Linked DNA regions of Gossypium hirsutum: region 2 is linked to region 1. A link is a contact called in public Hi-C data. All regions are on one chromosome and are shown on one strand. The core of a region is the stretch at or near the end of the contact, and the rest is flanking DNA. Distances in the headings are between cores, read along the strand shown.

Evidence for each region. Hi-C and Micro-C count contacts between places; a contact is called where the count stands out from the background.
Region 2: a contact with region 1 is called in a Hi-C map of leaf, with 5 times the contacts expected there. The contact joins the enhancer-like site here to the promoter of LOC107954353 in region 1. A contact is called at or near these places in 11 of 34 Hi-C or Micro-C datasets (callus, fibers, hypocotyl and 1 more).

What each region holds. Positions count from the first base shown.
Region 1 is chrD07:20,448,965-20,455,690 of Gossypium_hirsutum_v2.1, reverse strand. It overlaps LOC107954353 (probable protein disulfide-isomerase A6), which reads left to right and starts at 4,361. Exons shown (of 10, transcript XM_016889887.2): 1 at 4,361-4,556; 2 at 4,794-4,878; 3 at 4,963-5,060; 4 at 5,149-5,204; 5 at 5,270-5,387; 6 at 5,487-5,514; 7 at 5,609-5,700; 8 at 5,780-5,936. The coding sequence starts at 4,411.
Region 2 is chrD07:20,554,461-20,561,823 of Gossypium_hirsutum_v2.1, reverse strand. No RefSeq gene overlaps it. Among protein-coding and RNA genes, the nearest start is that of LOC107954355, 15 kb to the right of the region's middle. Within about 2 kb of position 1,678, at least 3 of the 9 cell types and tissues checked have an H3K27ac peak or open chromatin away from gene starts, as enhancers often do. A contact at or near this core is called in hypocotyl and leaf, where this site is marked.

The DNA of each region.
Region 1 (6,726 bases), core at 3,112-5,611:
AAATCCTCGTAGTTTAGAATTAGTTTTAGTTTATTTTCTTTTTAGCTTTTCATAATTTTCTTGTTTTTTTTCTTGAATCAATTTTGATTCAAGAGTTTGTTTATTTAATTAAAGTATTCAGTTTATATTTTCCTTTGCATTCATTTTATTTATTCCAATCGAGAGATTTTCTACTCCGTTCTCCATTTGATATTCAATCAACGATTATTCATATCTCTTTTCTTCTCCGAATTGGTCGTGTTTCTCACATGGTTTATTCAATCGAAGTTGAGATTATGAATAACATGAGTGGCTAAATACCTTAGGGGAGATTAACAAGTGGATAGGGATGTGATTAACGGAGGCTTTGGGGTTTCCCAAGAGGGATTAGTTGGTATAAATTATGTGTTCTTAAACCGTTAGACTTGACAACCCTAATAAGTTATCACAGGCTAGACGAGATCAGAATATAAGTCGAACCGAGTAAATCGTAATTTATCCTAGTTGAGAAAGTGAAATCGGGAAATAAGCGAGAATCAACCAATCGATTAGTTAATTAGGGGCTAGGAGGTAATAATTAGTTAATAGGTTACTAATCCATCTCTAAACCCTAATTCGAAGTTAGTTACAAACCTTGAAGTGAGTTAATCTTCCTCTTAAGTTTATCGATTTAATTCATTTGTTTTATTTTTATTTGTTTTCGTTGTTTTTTTATTATTTTATTTTTATTCCTCTTAATATATTTTTTGGTCCATCGTAATATATGAATTAACTATTACTATTTAGACTTATTATTATAAAAAATGTTTTCATTATTTATTCCACCCTCCATTGGGTATGATCCTCGAAATAATTTTGATAATTCGTTGTGCAACTATATTACAATTTAACTTGTGCACTTGCAAACATCGTCGCTCCTAACTCTTATATTTTTTGTGTTATATTTATTCTATAAATGAGTCATTTATAGGCAGTCAGCTTGTTGGAAAAATCCCGGTTTGAAAATGGTTTTGTTGCACAACGAAAACTTAAAATTTTAAAAATCAACCCGGCTTGTGATATTTATAGCAATAAACTTTAATCGAATTTGTACTTTGGACACCAGATCCAACACTCCCTTCTCCTTCAATTTAGTCAAATGGATGAGGATGATTTAACAAGATGCAGTCAAGGGCTATGTAATAATCAAACATGTCAACAAGAGAACTTTGACTGCACCAAAACTATTGTTGTAGTTGTTGTTCGAACATGAAGTAGAAGAAGCAACAAAGTTTTCAACAATTCAGAAGGGAAAGCTTAAATTGTTATTTTACTCCTTATGATATTTTATGTATCTGTTTTATATTTTTAATACATATACTGAAAATATATTAAAATTATGTTAATTGAGTTTAGCTTTGTAAGACTCAATTGCAAGAATGAACATGTAATATTCTCTATCTTAAAAATGGAAGGTATGAATTTTAGGCATTATACGAAAAAATATATATTAAAATTATAGATATATGAACATGTTATATATACCACTCTATATATATTTATATTATTCATATCCTAAAGAATTATTTTTCATGAATAATATAAAATAAAACAAATTATGAATGAAAGAAGTAGCATAGGATGATTTGGAGTAATATTAAGTAATTATAGATATAATCAAAAGTCATAAATTTAGATTTTTCAATATTAAATAAAGATGAAATAAAAGTGAACGAAATGATTTCTAGTTAGCTCCATTTCCTGTCATCATTAATTTAAACAAGTGCAATTCAATAGGTAGCTTTCTTCCTTTTAATCATTAGAAAGATAAACAACAAATGGAAAGAAAATTAACTTTGTACAGTAATCGGATTTAAAAAAATTCACGCGGTTAATATCGTTACTTTGAATTGGATTATTCTAGTTCGTAAGGTTACCAGAGACGTGTTTCGTGGTTGTTTGTTCGGTAAGGATTAGTTTTTCAGCATTCCTGTGATTAATTTACACGAGTTGGACTCTTCTAATCCGCAAGGCTACTAGAAAGCTAAATTGAACAACCACGAATTTACACACGAATGAACAACCACGAAACTATTTGTTATCAAGAATCGGTTTGAAACTATAGCAAAATCGAGCCTGAAGCTATTTATCTAAGGCCGAAAATTTATTCAGATTTTAGACTAGAAACATAAGTCTAGACAAAATCTGTTTACAGTATGGGCCAAGTTCATGTCTTGTATATTTTTTTTTATTTTATAATATATTATATTATGTTGTATTTATATATCATGTAATTTATAGCATATAAAAATTAAATTTATAATAATATAGGATATTATAGTGTGAGCATTAAAAAATTAAGTTATTTATTCAAAAAATTTAATAAATAAAAGAACATATAAAATTTAAAATAATATAAAGATTTTTTTAAAATACGACTACCTAAAATGAAAATAAAATTAACTTTGTATGGGCTAATTGGTCTATAATTTTTATCAATTTTGAAAGTGAGTAAATAAAAATAATTGGTGTTCGTTTTCGAACTAATTAATAATAAAAAAATCAAAATTCAAATTAAATAAGAAAAAAATACATGTGGGTTTTTAGTTGTTTTGAAAATGAGTTTTCATAGCTTTTTTGGTATAACAAAAACAGTAGGTGAAAGGGAAATTAGCGAAAAGAGAAAAAGAAAATGGGGTTAACCCAATTAATTGCTCAATGTACCATGAACATCACCATTCTTAAAACGTGTTCAAATATCACTCATTCCTGCTTCTTTTAAAAAGTTCATCTCTAATTATACAAAATAAAATCAACTTAGCTAAAACACATCTAATCACACCAAACCTAAAATTTAATCATTTTACTAAATATAACAATGGGACGTAACATTTCAAAATTAAAAAAATACATACTTGATAACTCTATGACAAAAAAAATAATGGTATTGTAATGGATTTAAATTTCTTAAAGTCCATGTCAAAATTTTAATTAGAATAAAGTATTTAAACTAACTAACGACATTATATCTAAAATCAAAATATAGAGATTAAATCTCAAATTTAAGTGTAATACAAGGGCCGAAACTTAATTTTGAGTGTAAACAAGGGATATACTGAGTTCAGTCCACACAAACATCTAGCACTCTAATTTGAAACGCACATCAATACTTGATATTGAAGCATTAAAAAGGCGGGGGGGGGGGGGAATAATTACAAATTCTTGTCTATTACTGCTCCTTGAGCTGTCCCCTTCTTGAATTTAATACATAATATGAATTTCTCTACGTCTCTACTTTTTGGATTTTCTTTAATTGAAAATAAAATAAAATAAAGGTAAACTATAAAAATAGTCTTTTTTGTTCGTCTCAGATTATATTTTACAAAAACTCTTGTAAAAAATAAAACATCTTCAAAATAAGTTAAAAAAATTTACTCTTTACCAGAAACAAGTCATGTGGGTGATTAAAAATTTTCATTCCGAAGAAAAAAAAATCCAACCAAATATAGCATCAATTTTTATTTACCTCAGTTTTAAGAAAAAGCATGGAAAGAAAAGTGAGGTTTATTTTAATATACAAAAGTACATTTTTTATCTTATTATTTTTAGCATAAATTATTTTATGAAAAGATTAACTGAGAAAAATTATAACCAATCATTTTCTTTGTTTTCCATAATTTAACAAAAAAAAAAGATTTTAAATATTTTACTTTCCTTTATTATACATTATTTTCTTTCTTTTAACATTCTTTTTCTTTATTTTTTTTCTTTTTTCTTTATAATAATTATTTACTTAAGAGCAAAAAGAATTTGTATTTTCTCTTTTATGGACTTTTCAATTGATTTTATCAAAGTGAAATGCTTAATAGTTTAAATAGTGGTAAAGAATAAAAAATTTATTAAATTGATATTTTTAATTTTTTGTTATATTAAAAAAAATCTTTTTAAGTTGTGAAATAAATTTAACTATCTTTTTGGCATTAGTTTTTGGTAAAAATATCACGAAAAGTCTTTATATTAAGAGTCAGATCGTATTATACCTCTTCTATTAAAAAAAGTAAACTAGTCATTTCTGTTAAAAATTTTATCAACTTGTATTGTTAAATACTGATAAAAAAATCAGACAATGACATGTATCTCATACTAATATATAAAGACCAGTTTTTAATAGTAGAAATGAATAAAATTTTTAGAAGAATGATCAATTTAATATTTTTTGCGATTGTGTTGATACAAATAAAAACAAAGGAGTTGAAAAGATGAGCTATGTAACTAACATTTATGACAGGTTGGGTTTTAAGTTTGAAGGAGAGTCCCCCATTCAGTGATTGGGCTTTAAGTCCACCAAAGCCCAACCTTTTCCAAAATTTTATCCCGAAATAAAGATGGTTACTATAACAAATTGGTATCGTAATTGTCGATAGAAAACTAGAAACAAAGGATAAACAAGAAATGGAGATGTTGTTAGCGTTCGGAACCTTGGGTTTGTTATTCGCTTCATCAGCCTTGGCTGACGACGTCCTCGTTTTAACCCAACAAAACTTCGACAAAGAAGTTGGTCACGACCGAGGAGCTCTCGTCGAGTTCTATGCCCCTTGGTTACATTCTTCATCGCCCTCTTTTTTATTAATCTCATGCTTTACGTTTTTGGTGTTTTTACATTAATCGCTCCTTAGATCCATCTTCAGCTACACCAATGTGACGACAACGTCCATGATTTTTTTCTTTTTCCCTTGGTTTTTTAATGCTTGTTTATTAGGATCAAACGATTTTTTTCCTTAAATTCCATTTCGAGCTATTTATATTCTCAAAATCATATATTTATCCAATTGCAGGTGTGGTCACTGTAAGAAGCTAGCTCCTGAGTTTGAGAAGCTTGGGGCTAATTTCAAGAGGGCTAAGTCCGTCTTGATTGGAAAGGTTAGCGATATAATGAAGTTTTTCTTGCTATATATTGCAATTGGTTTTATTTGGAATTCTTTTCTTTTGTTGATGCCATTGTAGGTGGACTGTGATGAGCATAAGAGTGTATGCAACAAGTATGATGTTCAAGGCTACCCAACCATTCAGTGGTTTCCTAAAGGCTCTTTGGAACCTAAAAAGTGAGTTTTAGTCTTGTTTAAGTTTTAATATTGGAATCCACATTTTATTTAAAACATGCTCTTAGTAGATAAAAATTGTTCTATCCAGGTATGTAGGACCACGCACTGCAGAGTCCCTTTCTGAGTTCGTAAACAGTGAAGGAGGTAGATTATAGGGACCAATGTCTAAACCCACTAGGATTTTGCTTTGCTAATGTCTTGTTTTATAGGGACCAATGTGAAGATTGCCACTTTGCCATCCAGTGTTGTGGTGCTAAATGCTGATAATTTTAATGAGATTGTCCTTGATGAGACCAAAGATGTGCTGGTTGAGTTTTATGCACCTTGGTAAGCATGCAGCTTTTTTGTTTTGTTGTTGATATTCTTTTGCTTCAATCTTTTCTGCAAAAAGTGGTCTGATCAAGTTTTGTATTGGTTTTCTGCCAGGTGTGGTCATTGCAAAAGCCTCGCTCCTGTAATCATCAATATCGATGCTTAATGAAGGCAGCATGAACGTTTTGGTTCCAAGTGGTGATTTCCTTTCTAACCCTTTGTCTTTGTCCCTACAGATTTATGAGAAGGTAGCTACAGCGTTTAAATTGGAAGAAGATGTAGTGATATCCAATCTAGATGTTGACAAATACACAGATGTAGCTGAAAAGTAAGCATAACTTAGCCAATAAGCCCAACCCTTTGTGTCTTTGAGAGTTGAGATTAGAAATTCTCTGCTTTAAGTGCAGGTATGGAGTAAGTGGATATCCAACATTAAAATTGTTCCCAAAGGGCAATAAAGCTGGAGAAGACTACCATGGTGAAAGGGAATTGGATGACTTTGTTAGTTTCATCAATGAGAAGTGTGGCACCAGTCGAGATACAAAAGGGCAGCTAACTTCAAAGGTTAGCATAGTATATATACTGCTATATTATTAGAATATACCCATACCCCATACCTTGCCCATACCTTTCCCATACCTACCCATACTTTGGAAAGGTCAAAGTTATGGGCACCAAATATTTTATTTAGTGTTGGGCATGGGAAAATAGCAATTTTTGGTCCCTAAGTGAATAGTGACTTTGCAAGGTGGCCCTTGAATCTCAACTATAAATAGGCCAACCATTGCTCATTCTCATCATCCCACATTTGCCATTCTCTACTTAAGGCATTGTTCTCTCTCCCTATTTGTAAAGTTTCACTTGTATTTTTGGAGTGAAATATATTTGGTAGTGCCCGAGGACGTAGGCAAGATTTGCCGAACCTCGTTAAAATTCTGGTGTTCTTTACTATTTATTGTTCATATTTTGTGAGTGTGATTGTAGTGATTTATTGTGCTATTAAATTACGATAGAGGGATATTCTGGCTAGGAAAGACTTGGTACTTAAGTGATCCTCGTGATTCACCTCTCTTTCCTGGGAATTGAACTTAGTGTGATTTTTAGTACAATAATTTTACTCTTTCACACGCTTCCGCACAACAATTGGTATCAGAGCCAGATTCGTACTTGGGAAATACGACCGTTTACGGTACTATTCACGTATACGGCACTATTCACGTATACGGTACTATTCACGTATACGGAACTATTCACGTATACGGCACTGTTCACGTATACAGTAGTTGGGATTGAGAAGAAAAATGGCAGCAGCATCGTCATCAGCAAGGACTACTGTGACAAATGCAAAATTTGA
Region 2 (7,363 bases), core at 429-2,928, 110 kb before region 1:
TTTAAGCTTAGATGTGAGAAAGGACTAGATTGTAAAGCTTAATTGAAAGTTTCGTACATTAGAGGCTAAACTGAATAAAGTATAAAATTGACTGTAAAAATAAGAAATAGGAGGTCCCTAATGTATAATAGTGAAATCGTAATTCAATTTGAAGCTTTAAATGGAATGTTATGTTAGTCTCAATTTTAGGGACAAAATTGAATAAATTGCAAAATTTGTATAAATTGATAATTAAATATGAATTGGTTGATTATTATAGTTTTATATGTTTTATGTTAATTTGTAGTTAACGTCGATTGGAAAATGTCCGAAGACATTTTGATAAACAAAGCATTGTCAGTTTGAAAAATGTTTTATTGAAAAATTTTGATAAAACATTTTACGTGAATAATGGGATAATTTTATGTTAACCATCATATTTTATATGAAACAAATATAAAAAAATTGAAAATATTTTCCGTTAAATTTTTTACGCGAAACAAAACTACCTTTAGTGACAATTTTTTTTTTGTTATAATACTAAATATTATTTGTACATTTTGGAATGTAGTTGGGCCACACAAGAAAGTAATGGAGCCCATGGTCTTGCAAGAGAAATATTAACTATGGGCGTTTGCTTCATTATTGTTATACCAGCCCATGACTTATTATATACATCATTCACATCACCATCTATCTAGCAGGTTACCATGACAAGATAGGCAATCTAACACCGCCTTTTCTTACCATGCGACTCTCAGCCCCTCATTACCATGTGAACCGTTGTCTTCCACCGCCTTTTCTTATTTCCCCCTCAGCAAGGAGGCTATTAGGAGTTGAAAGATTGTTCCGAAGATCATTCATCATTAATTTGTTTCGTGTGGACAAATAGATTCTATAAACCGTTTTCTTTTGATCTTGCATTTTCAAGGTCTATGGAATACCAACCACAAGTTTGACATTATTGATATTGGTTACAATCTTTTACAGGTGAAATTTGATAATATGGCTACTTAGTTCTGGCCATAGTTTATTTTTTGTTAGTTGGTCTAGTTATTGAAATTCTATTAGGAGGGAGAATATACACTTAACTAAGTCCTCATTTTGGTTAGGCTTTCATAATTACCATTGGACTATGACAAAAAAAGATTTGTGCCATGATAGGTTCAACTTTTAGGGCTTCTAACATTTGATTTCACACGTAGCAATTTTCGAATAAAGAGGTACGTCAATTCTTTTTATATGTTAAAATTTTAGATGGTATAGAAATGTGATTGTTGTACACTTACGAAATTTAAATTATATTTTATTTTAAAAAATTATAATATATTAATAATATTAATTAGTGAGATTTAGACTATATTTTTAATAAAATTTACAAATGTAATTTTATTTATTAAAATTTATTTTTATTTTATAAAATATGATTAGTAGTTTTTTTTAATATAAAATTTAAGCATTTTATTAAAATAATATTTTATTTTTATTTCACTTCAGAATAAAAGTAACTTTACTAAATTTGAGATAAAATTCTATTATAAATGGTAAAAATAAAAAATAAAAAATAATTTTATAACAAATCTGATTATTATCATAAAATGTGACTTTTATAAAGAATGGTGACTTTATATTTGTGACCACGTAGGGTAGCTTTCTTGATGTGGGAGCTTAAAATAATTGATCAAAAAGTTTGCGCTGGGCTTTTCAGATAGATCCTCATTTAAAGGGTGTGGCCCAAAATATTCTGACGTCTTCCTTAATCCTCTGTTCCACCTACCAAAAATTTTGGAGTTTAAAGTCCAGCCCACTACACCTTTGAGAAAATTTGGATCAAATCTCATATCCAAAATTTACAAAATTTTAAAAAATATATTACCGAACAGGAATGATACAAAAATATATAAGGAAATTATTTGGTACAAGCAAAGTTAGAGAGTGATAAGTGTCGTATAGAGATATAGTAAAACATTAAAAAAAAAAGAACACTTAAGTTTTTTTAAGGCTGCTTTTCTCCTTTGTTTTATCTAGCAATAGTGCTATTCTTGGGCAGGCTACCACCCACCTTTTTCTCCCTTTCTCCCATCAACCCTCTCTTTCTTTGTCCTCATTCACTCCACATGCCTTTTTTTTTTCATTCTACAGATATGTTTTGTGAACCTCCACTGACCACCAACACTTTTTCTTGAAAAGTTGGTTGGTCGTAGATATTCAAATGGTGGCTCTTTGTTGGCTTCTTAATATGTTTATGTTTTGAGAGTATTTCAAAATAATAAATGATTTCACGAATCGATTTGGACTCTTGTTGTCTTAAGTACTACAAGTTTTTTTTTGTTTTCTTTTTCATTGTTTAATAAATCTTCACTTTTGGAAGTTTTTGTCTTGTATTGTACAAGTTTTTTAGTCTTACTTATGCATATAGTCTTGTTTTTGCAAGTGATTTTAAGAATAGTTTTGTCGCGGTCCTCTCTAACTTGGTGGATGCTTGGTTCGTTTGCAGATTTTGCCTGCCGCTTTGGACCATCTAGGGTTAATTTCCTTATCGTGTTAAATGCTTGCAATCACTTCAGCTATGTCGTGCTTGAGTTGTCACAGAGTCGGTCGTTAATATGTCATAATGTACTACTAATGTTAGGTTGAAGTCTTTGTTATGATGACGAAACTTATCAACCTGTTTTTTTTTCTTCGAATTATATAATCCCGTTGATAAAATAAACTAATTTTCGCTAACAAGTTAAAATCTTTTTCAAAAAGAATAGGTTAGGAATTACTCAAGCATTGAATTCTAAATTGTGTTACATTAAGGCGTATATTATATAAATCATATGACATGATAGACAACAGATATCACATTTAGATATAACTGATTTGTTTAAACATGAATAATATAATAAATGAGTTCAATTAGGTTTATATGCTGCATAATTATGTGATTTAATACAGGCAAACCAACTCACATACAATATACAACGTTAATACTTGTGTCATGAACGTATTAAGCATTCCTTTGGAAGGTCATTGACATTAATTTTGATACAATTAAAATTAAAAAAATTAATTATTATAGTGGTGAAATTAAATATTGTAACTATAAATTTAAAATTAAAAGTAAAATATGTATTTAGATAAAAACGTAGTGACAACGGTAAAATAAATTATTGTAACAATACATTATAACTATTAAAAACAATAGATTAAATATTATAAACTTAATTCACGACTTAACCCTTAAAATATATCGTTTTTCTATTTTATTACCTAAATTTTTTTTACTTAAATAAATACTTAAAGCATACAAATGTGGGACGTGATCTACTCTTTTTATTTTTACTGAAAATCTTTTAAAAAGCATTATTATCAATTATATTAAAATTAAAATTTTTTAATGAGCTTACAGAATGCAGAAAATTAATTATTGGGGTCGCTCCAGTAAGTAACTTAAGAAATAAATAAAAAATTTAAAAATTAATATATATATATATATATATATTTGTTAAAAACGGACTCTCTCCATTTCTGTCATTTCATCATCAAGCAAAGTCTTTTTCTTCATTTCCTTCCATCAATCAAACTCCCCCACGTTTCATAATTTATTTTTATTTTCTCATTTTTCCACTGCAATTCCATCGTCACTCGATAGGGTGAATTTCTTAATATACCGGTTTTTGGGGAAAATCATGAGATTAAGCCTTTCTTTTTTAAAATTTATTGAAATAAGTCTATTTTAGAGAGAGTGTGTAAAAACGTGTCAAACTGAACGTATTTTCAATTGATTTTACAGGAAAACGCTTCTAATTGGATGTGCTTTTAGCTTTGGTTAGATGGTTAAATATTAATATTTTTATCCTTGAGTCTGGGGTTTGATTCTTTTCCTACTCACATTTGTAATTTTTATTTTATGTTGTTTCAAGCTTTTTAAATTTTTAATTAATTTTTTAATATATTAGTTACTTCGATAGTTAGATAGTTACAATTACATCTTAGAGTCTTGAGTTCAATTTCTCTCCTACTCAAATTTATGTTTTTTTATTTCATGTTGCTTCAAGTTTTTTTTTAATTAATATTTTTAACATATTAGCCCTTTTTTTATTTAGATGGTTAGATAATTGAAACTACATCCTTGAGTTTGAGGTTCTATTATTTTTATAAGCATATTAATGTATTTTTAATTAAAAATATAAAAAAGCTTGAAACAACATGAAAAAAAATACATAATATGCTTATAATAAAAATAATGGAACCTCAAACACAATTATTTAACCATCTAAAAAAAAGAGTTAATATGTTAAAAATATTAATTAAAAATAAAAAGCTTGAAGCAACATGAAATAAAAAATATAAATGTGAATAGGAAAATAATCAAAATCGAAATTCAAGAATTAAAACACTAACATTTAGCCATCTAACCAAAGCTGAAAACACATTCAATTGAAAACGTTTTCTTGTAAAATCCATTGAAAATGCGTCCAATTGAATTCGTTTTATCTTCAAAATCAACCTATTTCAATAAAATTTAAAAGAAATGGCATTCTCTCGTAATTTTTCCTAAAAATTGGGATATTTAAGGAATTCACGCCACTCGATAAGCTAACCCCACCTTTTTTCTTTAAGAGTGCACGTAAAATATAGGTTTTGCTTTATTGCTATTAATTAGAGGTATATGTATGTGAGGAATTAGTGTAAAATTAAATTAGTTTTCCCAGTGACAAGTTAAGCAGATTAACCGAAAAAGCAATGAAGAAAATTCTTCTGTTAAAGAAATTACGAAGAGATGGCGAGGGAGTGAATAGACTGAAGAAAGTTTTGGTTGAATGCTTTGTGGATTTGCATATATTAAATAAAGGTTTACATGGCAATTAAAACAAGTCCAATTCTGATTATATGACTCGTAGAAGCAAAACTTCGATTGACGATCACGCTTACAAGTCTGAAAATTCATCTCCTACATAACTTTTAGCTCTTTGAGCCATGCTATATGCAGAGGGTATGGATTTGGTTTTCTACAGGTATAGGAGAATTTAAAAAGCATGAAGTTTGTATTAACATTCTATTCGCTGCTTTATGCCACAATGATTTTATTACCGAGAATGTAAAGTAAGCTAACCTCACAATTATTCTTTCATTTTTCAGTCCATTTTTAATAGTTTCTTTGGCTGGCTTTATATTTTCTTGGTGACCAAACAAAGCAGAAAGAAGATGGAGTTGTAGTGAGGAAGATAAAGAGGAAAAGAGAAAATAAATTATGGGGAGTTAGATTGGTGGAAGGGGATGAAAGAAAAGATTTTGATTGGATATGATCAAAGGAAAAAATGGAGAGAGAATGACTGGGTTTTAAACAAATATTTAGTTTAATTTTTTCCTATCAAAATGGAGATGATGGTTAATTTACGTATATATGGCAAAAAAAAATTTATTTGAGAAATCTTAAATTTTTTTGATTTGTACTGTTTTTGGAGAGAGAAGTGGAAAACATATCTTATAGGATGCATTTTCACTTAGGTAATTTCTTTTTTGCAATTAGAAATTAGAAGTCTGTAGATTTATTTTTATCTATGCTTGAGATAGGCATGATTGTAGTTTTAAGGAATGCTTGAATTTTTTATGGTGCTGTGGAGTTGGGTGACTTACAAATTTCATTTCCCATGTGAGTATGGAGCCATCTCCTGGAAAATCGGATCATGTTGCAACTCAAGGTTCCAGTTGACAGTGATTATACGGTTTGGGGTTGAAGTGTAACTAGGGCTTCAAGTTTACAAAGGTTATGCTATCAAGGAATAGAGCATAAATGGGGTCGTAGTTGACGATGGTTATGCGAGCACGACAACAAGTTTCTCATCAGAAGAGGCTGCTTTATAAAACTCAAGCATAAATACAATGAAGAAAAAAACAGTGGCGTTTCAGTTTAATAAAGTGATGCATGCATCTTATCCACCACCACTGAAGGTAGTGACCCCATTATTATAACCTGTGACAACATTGGGGTGTACCAAGTTATACTAACAAGGTCACCGCCTTCAGTGCAGATGAACAACACGAATAACTTGATTGTACTGGAAGACCCATTGTGTTTTCCTTCCTCTCACCTATGTTTGTCTATTATGAAACTTGCTCTTCTGATGAGAAGACTAGTTTGTCGTGCCCGCATTATCACTGCCAATTTCGGCCCCATTCATGCTCTATCCCTTGACAGCATAACCTTTATAAACTTGAAGCCTTAGTTACACTTCAACCTGAGATGGTATAATCACCGCCAACTTGGACCTCGAGTTGCAAAATGATTCGACTTCTCAGGTGGTGGTGTCATACTCACACGACAAGTGAAATTTGTAGGTTACCAAGCTCTATGAGGTCACTGTGAACCTAAACACAACTTAAATCTATGACTATGTCTCCGTTAAAACGAGAGAGAAATAAATTTTTAAACCCGAAAATTTCAACACGGAAGAAGAAGAAAAAACAATTTAGAGTAGATTGAGATATGGTGAGTAGGGGATAAAGAATAAGCATTTATATAGGGGTTGGGGCGGGGTATAAACGGAAAAAAATTTATCCTGGGAATCTCAGGTTGTAAGGGTTAGGAGCAATCAAGCTAGGGTGGCTGAAATGGCCAGAGAGAAAACACTTCCTATAAGGGGCATTTTCATCTGACATGGCAGTGGAAACACTTCCTACTGGGCGCATTTTCCACTAACATGTCCGACATGTGACTTGAAAACACATTTTGTAGAAAGCGTTTTCACGCCCATGTCAGATGAAAACACCCCTTATAAGGAGCGTTTTCTTTCAGGCCATTTCAACTGCAAAACTTGATTGCTTCTAAGCTCCTGCAACCTGGGATTTCGGGGATGAGCTTGATAGAGGAAAATGTAAAAATTGCACGTGTCCTATTTTATCATCCTAACTCGATCGAATCGAGTGACAAAAATTCGAGTTAATTGAGTTGACAAATCCTATTTTATCATCCTAACTCAACTTAAAATTTTTCCAAATAGAGTCGAGTAAAATGAAATTCTAGTAGAGTTGAACCGAATCGAGTGAAAGTGTGGAGTTAAATTAAAAAATTAAACAATTAAACATGTCAAGTTAAAATCTTGTGCCAGTATAACAATTCCATGTTATACCACATAAATTTGAAACCATATATATTTGAAAACTTTTCCAAATCAAAATAAAAAAATGCTTTAGTATGACAAACTTGAATAATTAATTAGCTTAGTTCGGTCCTAAAATTATGATTCCAGAAAGTTTTTAATTTTTTAACTTTCTTTATATATTTTTTAGAATTTACTTTTTGAAATTTTTAGCATTTTACATATAAAATATGTTATTCAAATTATTCGAGTTATTCTAATTGTAAATTTTAAACTCACAGCTTGATCGCATACAA